2 separate regions of the Cyprinus carpio genome follow, and region 2 is linked to region 1. A link is a contact called in public Hi-C data. All regions are on one chromosome and are shown on one strand. The core of a region is the stretch at or near the end of the contact, and the rest is flanking DNA. Distances in the headings are between cores, read along the strand shown.

What was found. A called contact is a pair of places that touch in the nucleus more often than the background predicts.
Region 2: a contact with region 1 is called in a Hi-C map of liver, with 8 times the contacts expected there. The contact joins two enhancer-like sites. A contact is called at or near these places in 2 of 8 Hi-C or Micro-C datasets (both in liver).

Annotation. Positions count from the first base shown.
Region 1 is chrB9:28,197,081-28,200,748 of ASM1834038v1, reverse strand. It overlaps LOC109068421 (anion exchange protein 3-like), which reads right to left. Exons shown (of 23, transcript XM_042731802.1): 21 at 3,247-3,416; 22 at 2,561-2,734; 23 at 2,320-2,455. The coding sequence ends at 2,378. Among protein-coding and RNA genes, the nearest start is that of LOC109106806, 29 kb to the left of the region's middle. Within about 2 kb of position 2,293, at least 1 of the 8 cell types and tissues checked has an H3K27ac peak or open chromatin away from gene starts, as enhancers often do. A contact at or near this core is called in liver, where this site is marked.
Region 2 is chrB9:28,240,989-28,244,934 of ASM1834038v1, reverse strand. All of the region lies in intron 1 of LOC109106806 (insulin-like growth factor-binding protein 2-B), which reads right to left. Among protein-coding and RNA genes, the nearest start is that of LOC122138525, 15 kb to the right of the region's middle. Within about 2 kb of position 2,159, at least 1 of the 8 cell types and tissues checked has an H3K27ac peak or open chromatin away from gene starts, as enhancers often do. A contact at or near this core is called in liver, where this site is marked.

The DNA of each region.
Region 1 (3,668 bases), core at 1,044-3,543:
CAGATATAAGTCAAACCCAAATGCCAGTTTTCCATGAAACCTCACTGAGAACTCCAACGAATCGCCTGAGCTATATGAAAAGAGCCACTTCTAAGTAATAACATTTGTTGCTGAAGCAAAGATCTGTTGCTGCCAAAGGCTTCAAACACTGGGAATCTGATTCTAAAGCATTACAGCCAGCTTGTCCTCATCCTATTTCATCTCTCAGCTACATCCCAATTGATAAATGCTGAGGGGGAAAATGAAAAACCAATGTTCTACTCTTTTGGCGTTCACACAGAGCTATCCGATGGCTCAACTAAGATTACATGGTAAAACACGTCTGATGTGTGGCTTCACATTAAGTGCTTCAAAGACCTGCCATTCACAACCACAGATCTCCACTTACCGCTCTTAGGCTCGAGAGCAGCACTTAGGCTTGTGCTTTCCAAGAAACTAAACATCTATTCAGAGTAGCACAGCACTGCATGACAGATATTTCTTTATTGCACAATTTCCTCTTGTTTTCACACTAAAAAGTGGGGAAACGAGAGGCAAAAAGAAACACGTGTGGAATATGTGTTTGTGATGAAATGAGTCTAGCATGACTAGGCCAAGGAATCTGTATTACACATAAACAAATTCAATACACTCATGGACAGCACAATATTTACAGTCCGAAGGGCAGCTTTCTCTAAAGGCAATTGTCCGAACTCAAAACATGAGTGTAATGGAACAATTCGTCCTGTTTTGTTCAACAAAAGACAGAGATGAAGATGTTAAAGGTGAAGTGTGTAAATTCTATTTTTCTCCAAACTACACATCTCCTATTGGTCGGTCAAACTGCTAGTCCCGCCCCAAACTCAACTCATTGGCTGATCGTGTCGGGTTGATTAGGATGCTCAAACAGAGCAATGTTTTTAATGCTGTTGCATATGAAGTTGTGTTTGGAATGAAGATTTTTTAATATAGAAAATACACACATCACCTTTAAAGGATTTAAAGGCAAGGGAAATGTGGATTTGTTGGCTTAGCGAAGATTTTGACAGGTCGTGTGCTTCCTTTTAAAATAGCTAAAGTTTGTCGCTACTTTCCATGAACCTGACTAACTATTTGGCAGCATGTTTTATCGAAGCCAAAGTTTCTCACTCACTGGCAGTTTGACAGCCTTTGGAAATAGCATTGTTTTTTTCTATTTTAAATTTTTTATGGCTTTAACCTGTCTCAGTTGAACTGTTCCCGAATACACTGCAGTATAACAGCATAAGGAATGGAATTAGTTCTTTGAAAAGGGTCATGTTGAAAACGCGCACACAAACGCACTAATATTTATAACAGCAACATATTTGGCCATTAAAACCTATAGAAATTCTAAATGCTAAATGTATATAAAGCAAGAAAAGCTAAGCTGCTCAAAGAAAAAATTTTTTTTAAATCAAATATTTTGGGGAATCTTCAAGACAAATAAACCAAAACCAAATGAGATGATAATTAATACAAATAAATTAATTGATTAAAAAAATAAATACACTTTAAATACAAATTTGTTTGGAATGAAACCATGAACTGGCAGCTAAACATCAACTTCTGATGGAAATAAAAGAAAGAAACAAAAAAAATTAAATTAAATTAAAATGAGATACTCTTTTAGCAGTGAATCTGTTTGGAAGGGAAATCATGAGCTAAATAATGTTTAGTTGTTTTTTTTCCTATTAAAGGTGCTGTAAGCAATGTTAGCTGTTTCGCTAACCCCCACAAGCCAAAGAATTCTGTCAGGAAGCAGGGACATTTTTTGCATGCTATTCCATAATAAAAATCACTTATAGCACCTTTAAATGTATTGTAACTACTGCATACATCGATCAAAGTAGTATCACTACTGCATAAAGTACGTCTAAAGGGACTGCAAGCACAACAAAGGGACTGACCACTCTAAGGGCACTGAGAGGTCGTGCTACTGTAATATTCAGACTCTGTGGTCAATGCCTACAGTAAAGTACAAGGCAACTAAGATCTACAGGCAGTAGGTCTGGACTGCATGGGTGCAGTGCATTGGGATGGGGTGAATAGGAGGTGTAAGAACCAACCTATTGGATTAGTCTCACCGTCATTGCACTTTGGGAGGTCTAAGGTGCATGGGTTGTATCTAATCTTATATTCAAAGGTCACTGGGCAGCAGCAGACAAACATGTAGGCCACATTTTGGAGAAAAAGGAAAATAGTATCCAAAACATGATCTGTGATTCTTTTCAGAACGGAGGTTTAGAAACTTTCAAAGTACATGTGAAATAATTCTGAAAGAGGGCAGTGCATCAGAGTTCTTCCCATTCTGTAAATCATTCCCATTATCCAGAGACCTGCATTCGATTGGTCAGTGAAGAAGAGGTGAGCCGTGTGACTAGACAAGCATGTGGATCTCGTTGTACTCATCCCGTCCATCTTCATCAAAATTGGGCGAATCCTCATCAGCATCCAACTGCAAGAACAAAAACGACATTTTAAAAAGAAATCAACACCAGGTGGGTTTTCTCAGCTGACTGCTGCTTGTGTTCGGACAAACATGAATACAACATGAACTCACCGCTGCAAGCTCTCTCTCCTCAAAGATCCTGGTCAGGATGAGTCTACGCAGAGGTACGGTCATGATTAGGATGAAGGGAAAGGCCAGAGAGGCTACGGTCGACTTCACGACCCACAGCAGTGCGATACACAGCAACTGAATGATGGTGAACATGTTCATACGCCATGTCTTCACCTGTATGTGAAACAAATCATGCCTAGAATTATGACAAGGTCTATAGTAAAAAGCTTCGATTTTGCCTTTTTTAAATGTAATATGTATTATTTTTGTATATTGTCAGGCACAACTTATTTCATAAGTCTCTTAGAAATGGTGCAAATAGCTCTTATTTGTTAGATTTCTTTGTTTCATTACTTTGTTGATTTCAAATTTTAAATGAGCTTTTCAATCCTAGATTTCCAATGTAGTCTCAGGCTTTTGAACAATGCACAGTGTTCAAATTTGTCATATACGGTTAGTAGTTTTCATTTTTAGGGTTGTGTTAAAAAGTGCGAAATGAAATGGTGATTTGTGCGCCACCTTGTGGGTGCTTCGAAAGCTTTCAAACAGAATCCAGATGTCAATTTAGTACAAACTTGTAGCATCTACCATGTGGAAATCAAACACAAACACATATAATAAGCTGTCAGCACTGCGTTTGTAAACAACATCACTACTTCCTCAAAGTCTCAGGAAAAAGTGCTTACCTTGGTAACATAGATGTGGTCCGGGTGATGTTTAGCAGGTGTGACCATGAGTGTGATTCGCTCATAAAGCTGGATACCAGTAAGAGACGTGATGCCCATGTACAGAAATATCCCAAACAGCACAGCCAGAGGAATATGACGCAGCACATCTGTCATCACTATAGACAAGCCTGCACAGAGGTGAGGATTGACAGAATCAGGCAAGTTTTTATACCTAATTTAATTGAATAGTATTCTCTGAAAAAAAAAATATTAATGTCAACTAGAAAACTTGAGTGGTCTGAGATATAAAACAGATGTTGTTGATACAGCAGTAAGCCACTCAAACCATGCATTACAGCATTACCATGGTTTTACTATCATGCTCTTATGCACAACATAAGGCTGAGTATGAAAACCCCCTCTTAAAGCGATAGTTCACC
Region 2 (3,946 bases), core at 910-3,409, 44 kb before region 1:
ATAACCAAACAGAGGAATTCCAATACTAGTTTTACAGCAAAACATAAATAAATATTTTTTTTCTTTTTTTTTCTGTAAACTACTACAGATTCTTCCACCACGGCCCATGAATTTAAAGTCGATTATATGTATAAATAAATAAATAGTACATACATATGCAAATAAATATATATTGCACTTACAGCTGTTGTATACATTTCTTTGAATTTTGTATTCTGCCAATTAAATTCAGTTTAATTAAAATTTAAATTCAGGAACTGTATAGCTTCTTAAAAGCTATTGTCAATTAAATTGTGAATGCTGCACAGCCCTGTTAGGTTAGATGTTGCATAACAAATTGACATATTATTTATAGAAATTTGTCAAAGACCGCAAGCTATCTTTTTTGTCAATGAAAGCAAACCCAGGATCAGTGTTCTGGCAGCGCATCAAAGCAAGGCAGAGAGAAAGTTAAAGGCTGGGATTAATGATAGCTCTTGATTCAGATAGTCATAGAGGCCTGTGAAGAGATACGCGCCTTTTAAGTCAAAACGTGTCTGGCAAATCACAAGTGACCTACAGTACTAATAACAAAAAGAGACTTTTATCCTTATTTAAAGGAATAGTAAAAAAAAAAAAAATAAATAAATACTTTCATTGTTTGAAAAAAAAATAATATCTTATTTTGTGAAAGTCTTACAGGTTTGAAACAGTGTGAGAGTGCTTAAATTATTTTGAATTAAAGAATTTGCATTTTTGTTTATGAAACACTGAAATTTTTATATTCAGTTTATATTCGTTATATTCGGTTTTAAATGTGCATCGGATTCCAGATAGCCTACATGTGATTACACAAGATTTATATTTTAAAGAGAACCAGTTCTAAGGAAGAATAATTTGCTTTTTGTGTCAAAAGAATTTCTTTATATGAAATTTGAATGGTAAGACAATTAGAGATTAGACTATGGAGAAATTTAAATCTACATGTAACAATAATACACACTACATATATGTAGTCATGCAATGATGTTGTTAGCATGAACAATTTGATACAAAGTTTAATTGTAACAATAATTTGCACGGTTTGATGTGATATGACCTAACCGATCATTAGATTCAATCACCATTGTAGCATGATTTATCGTAATGCTTTTTTCCTCAGTTGGTCAAAACAAAAGTGTCAGACTTGTTACTTACTCATTCAGATAGCACTATCCAGTGAAAATTCATATTTTTGTCATACTTCCAAAATATAGGCTAGAATCTGTGATTCCAAAGTATAGTGAAAAGCCACACATACTCCTCAGAACATTAGATTCATCCGTGCTGGAGCCATGCCGGTGCACAACCCACGTTAAAAAAAAAAAAAAACTCTGCAAGTAACTGCAATTGCAGGTTTCAAACAGAGATGGTGACAAAGAGGCAAAACTTATGAGCTGCAGCTTTAATTAATAGTAATTACTAATAATTTTGAAATATATTTACAACAACAACATTTCATCACATTATGCTCAAAAAAGGACCAAACAACAAAGACTCTTCAAAAGTCCTCTGAAAATAAGACAGCATATTCTTCTGACAACTTAAATTTGGGGGCAGCATCAAAGAACAGAGACCGCTGAACAAACCTCTATGTATTGGAGTCCAAATGTACTGTAACAGCAAATATGTACTTCTGGACTTTGTATGGGGCAAATTAGTTGCGTGTCCCTTATGGTAACGTCACTTGCACAGAGCGGGTCACTTGGACTCTAGCTGGCCCTTTGAAACTCTTGCCTGCATTCAGATCTGCTCTGTGTCTGGCCCGTCGACATTAAAAAGCAGAACCCTCAGGCCACGAGCCCAGAGCCGCTCGAATGAAGTCAGCGTAGGATGAGTATGAAAGCCTAGAGATCTGAAGGAGGGATGATCACTCTGAGCATTGTCCAGCACCAAATACTGTGGTCTAAACTTTCAAGCCCAATTGTCAGTAACAGACCTAAGAATAGTGTCTGAAATAGCGGGCGACTTTGCCAGAGTTTGCCTCATTGAAGAAATTATTGGCGGGCGTGCTTCAGCAGACACCTGCCATTACGTCTCCTCGGAAGCATCCCTGTTCCACACTCTCATCCCTGGGCCTACACCAGCAACACTTCCCACTCACAGTTCCTCTCTCTTTCCAAAGGCTTAGTGTGTGGGCTGTGTGGTTGGGGAGTGGACAAGAACTCTTTTCAGGGCCTGGGCCGGTTTTCTCTCACTTCTCCCAAGGAAGCATGACACGCTGTTGAAAAGTCAAGTGCCACTTGTCAAGTTACATACTGACTCTGTTCCAAAACCTCAGCATCACAGACATACTTCTGGCACAAAACCTGTTCAAATGAGAATATTTGAATTAAGACAGCATTACATCTATCTTACATACAAATTAAGAATACAATTCTTTAATGAACTGCAACAAGCTCAGTGGGGAAAAATGGTTTATATTTAAATTTCTGGACCGATATTGATTACCAATGTTTTCAACTCTTTAAACTAGAACTAATGCATTTAAAAAATAAAAATAAAAAAACACTTTACTCAAAACCTAAAATGTGAATTTTGTAATGCATACAGACAATCTGACTCTAACTCTTAGCTACCACTTAATTTACTGACAGATGAGTTTAATTTGATTTTTTTTTTTTTCTTTTTTTTTTTTTTTTTTTTTTTTGATGATAGGAATGAGCTAAAACATCAGAGATTGAATAACCTTTACATACATCATCGGAAACATCTCATCTAGTAGAGCACAACCAACATATGTTTCACTCACAAACTAGCAAGACTCTCTATATAATGTACATTTAGATGCTATTCACATATGATGCATTAAAAAACAGCAAAACAGGGTCTCCTGATGCATTTTTATGATTATTTTAAAAAATACTGTTACAGGAAAACAGTATATATATAGTACAACATGCAAAAAATAAATTAAAATAGTTTTACAAACCCGATTCCAAAAAAGTTGTGACACTGTACAAATTGTGAGTAAAAAAAGGAATGGAATAATTTACAAATCTCATAAACTTATATTTTATTCACAATAGAATATAGATAACATATCAAATGTTGAAAGTGAGACATTTTGAAATGTCATGCCAAATATTGGCTCATTTTGGATTTCATAAAAGCTACACATTCCAAAGAAGTTGGGACAGGTAGCAATAAGAGGCCGGAATAGTTAAATGTACATATAAGGAACAGCTAGAGGACCAATTTGCAACTTATTAGGTCAACTGGCAACATGATTGGGTATAAAAAGAGCCTCTCAGAGTGGCAGTGTCTCTCAGAAGTCAAGATGGGCAGGGGATCACCAATTCCCCCAATGCTGCGGCGAAAAATAGTGGAGCAATATCAGAAAGGAGTTTTTCTCAGAGAAAAATTGCAAAGAGTTTGAAGTTATCATCATCTACAGTGCATAATATCATCCAAAGATTCAGAGAATCTGGAACAATCTCTGTGCGTAAGGGTCAAGGCCGGAAAACCATACTGGATGCCCATGATCTTCAGCCATTAGACGGCACTGCATCACTTCCAGAAAACATTGTTGGTGAACACAATCCACCGTGCCATTCGCCGTTGCCGGCTAAAACTCTATAGGTCAAAAAAGAAGCCATATCTAAACATGATCCAGAAGCGCAGGCGTTTTCTCTGGGACAAGGCTCATTTAAAATGGACTGTGGCAAAGTGGAAAACTGTTCTGTGGTCAGACGAATCAAAATTTGAAGTTCTTTTTGGAAAACTGGGCTAAAGAGGACAAGGACAACCCAAGTTGTTATCAGCGCTCAGTTCAGGAGCCTGCATCTCTGATGATATGGGGTTGCATGAGTGCGTGTGGCATGGGCAGCTTACACATCTGGAAAGGCACCATCAATGGCTGTGTAGAAGAAGGATCCGGGTACTGAAATGGCCAGCCTGCAGTCCAGATCTTTCACCCATAGAAAAC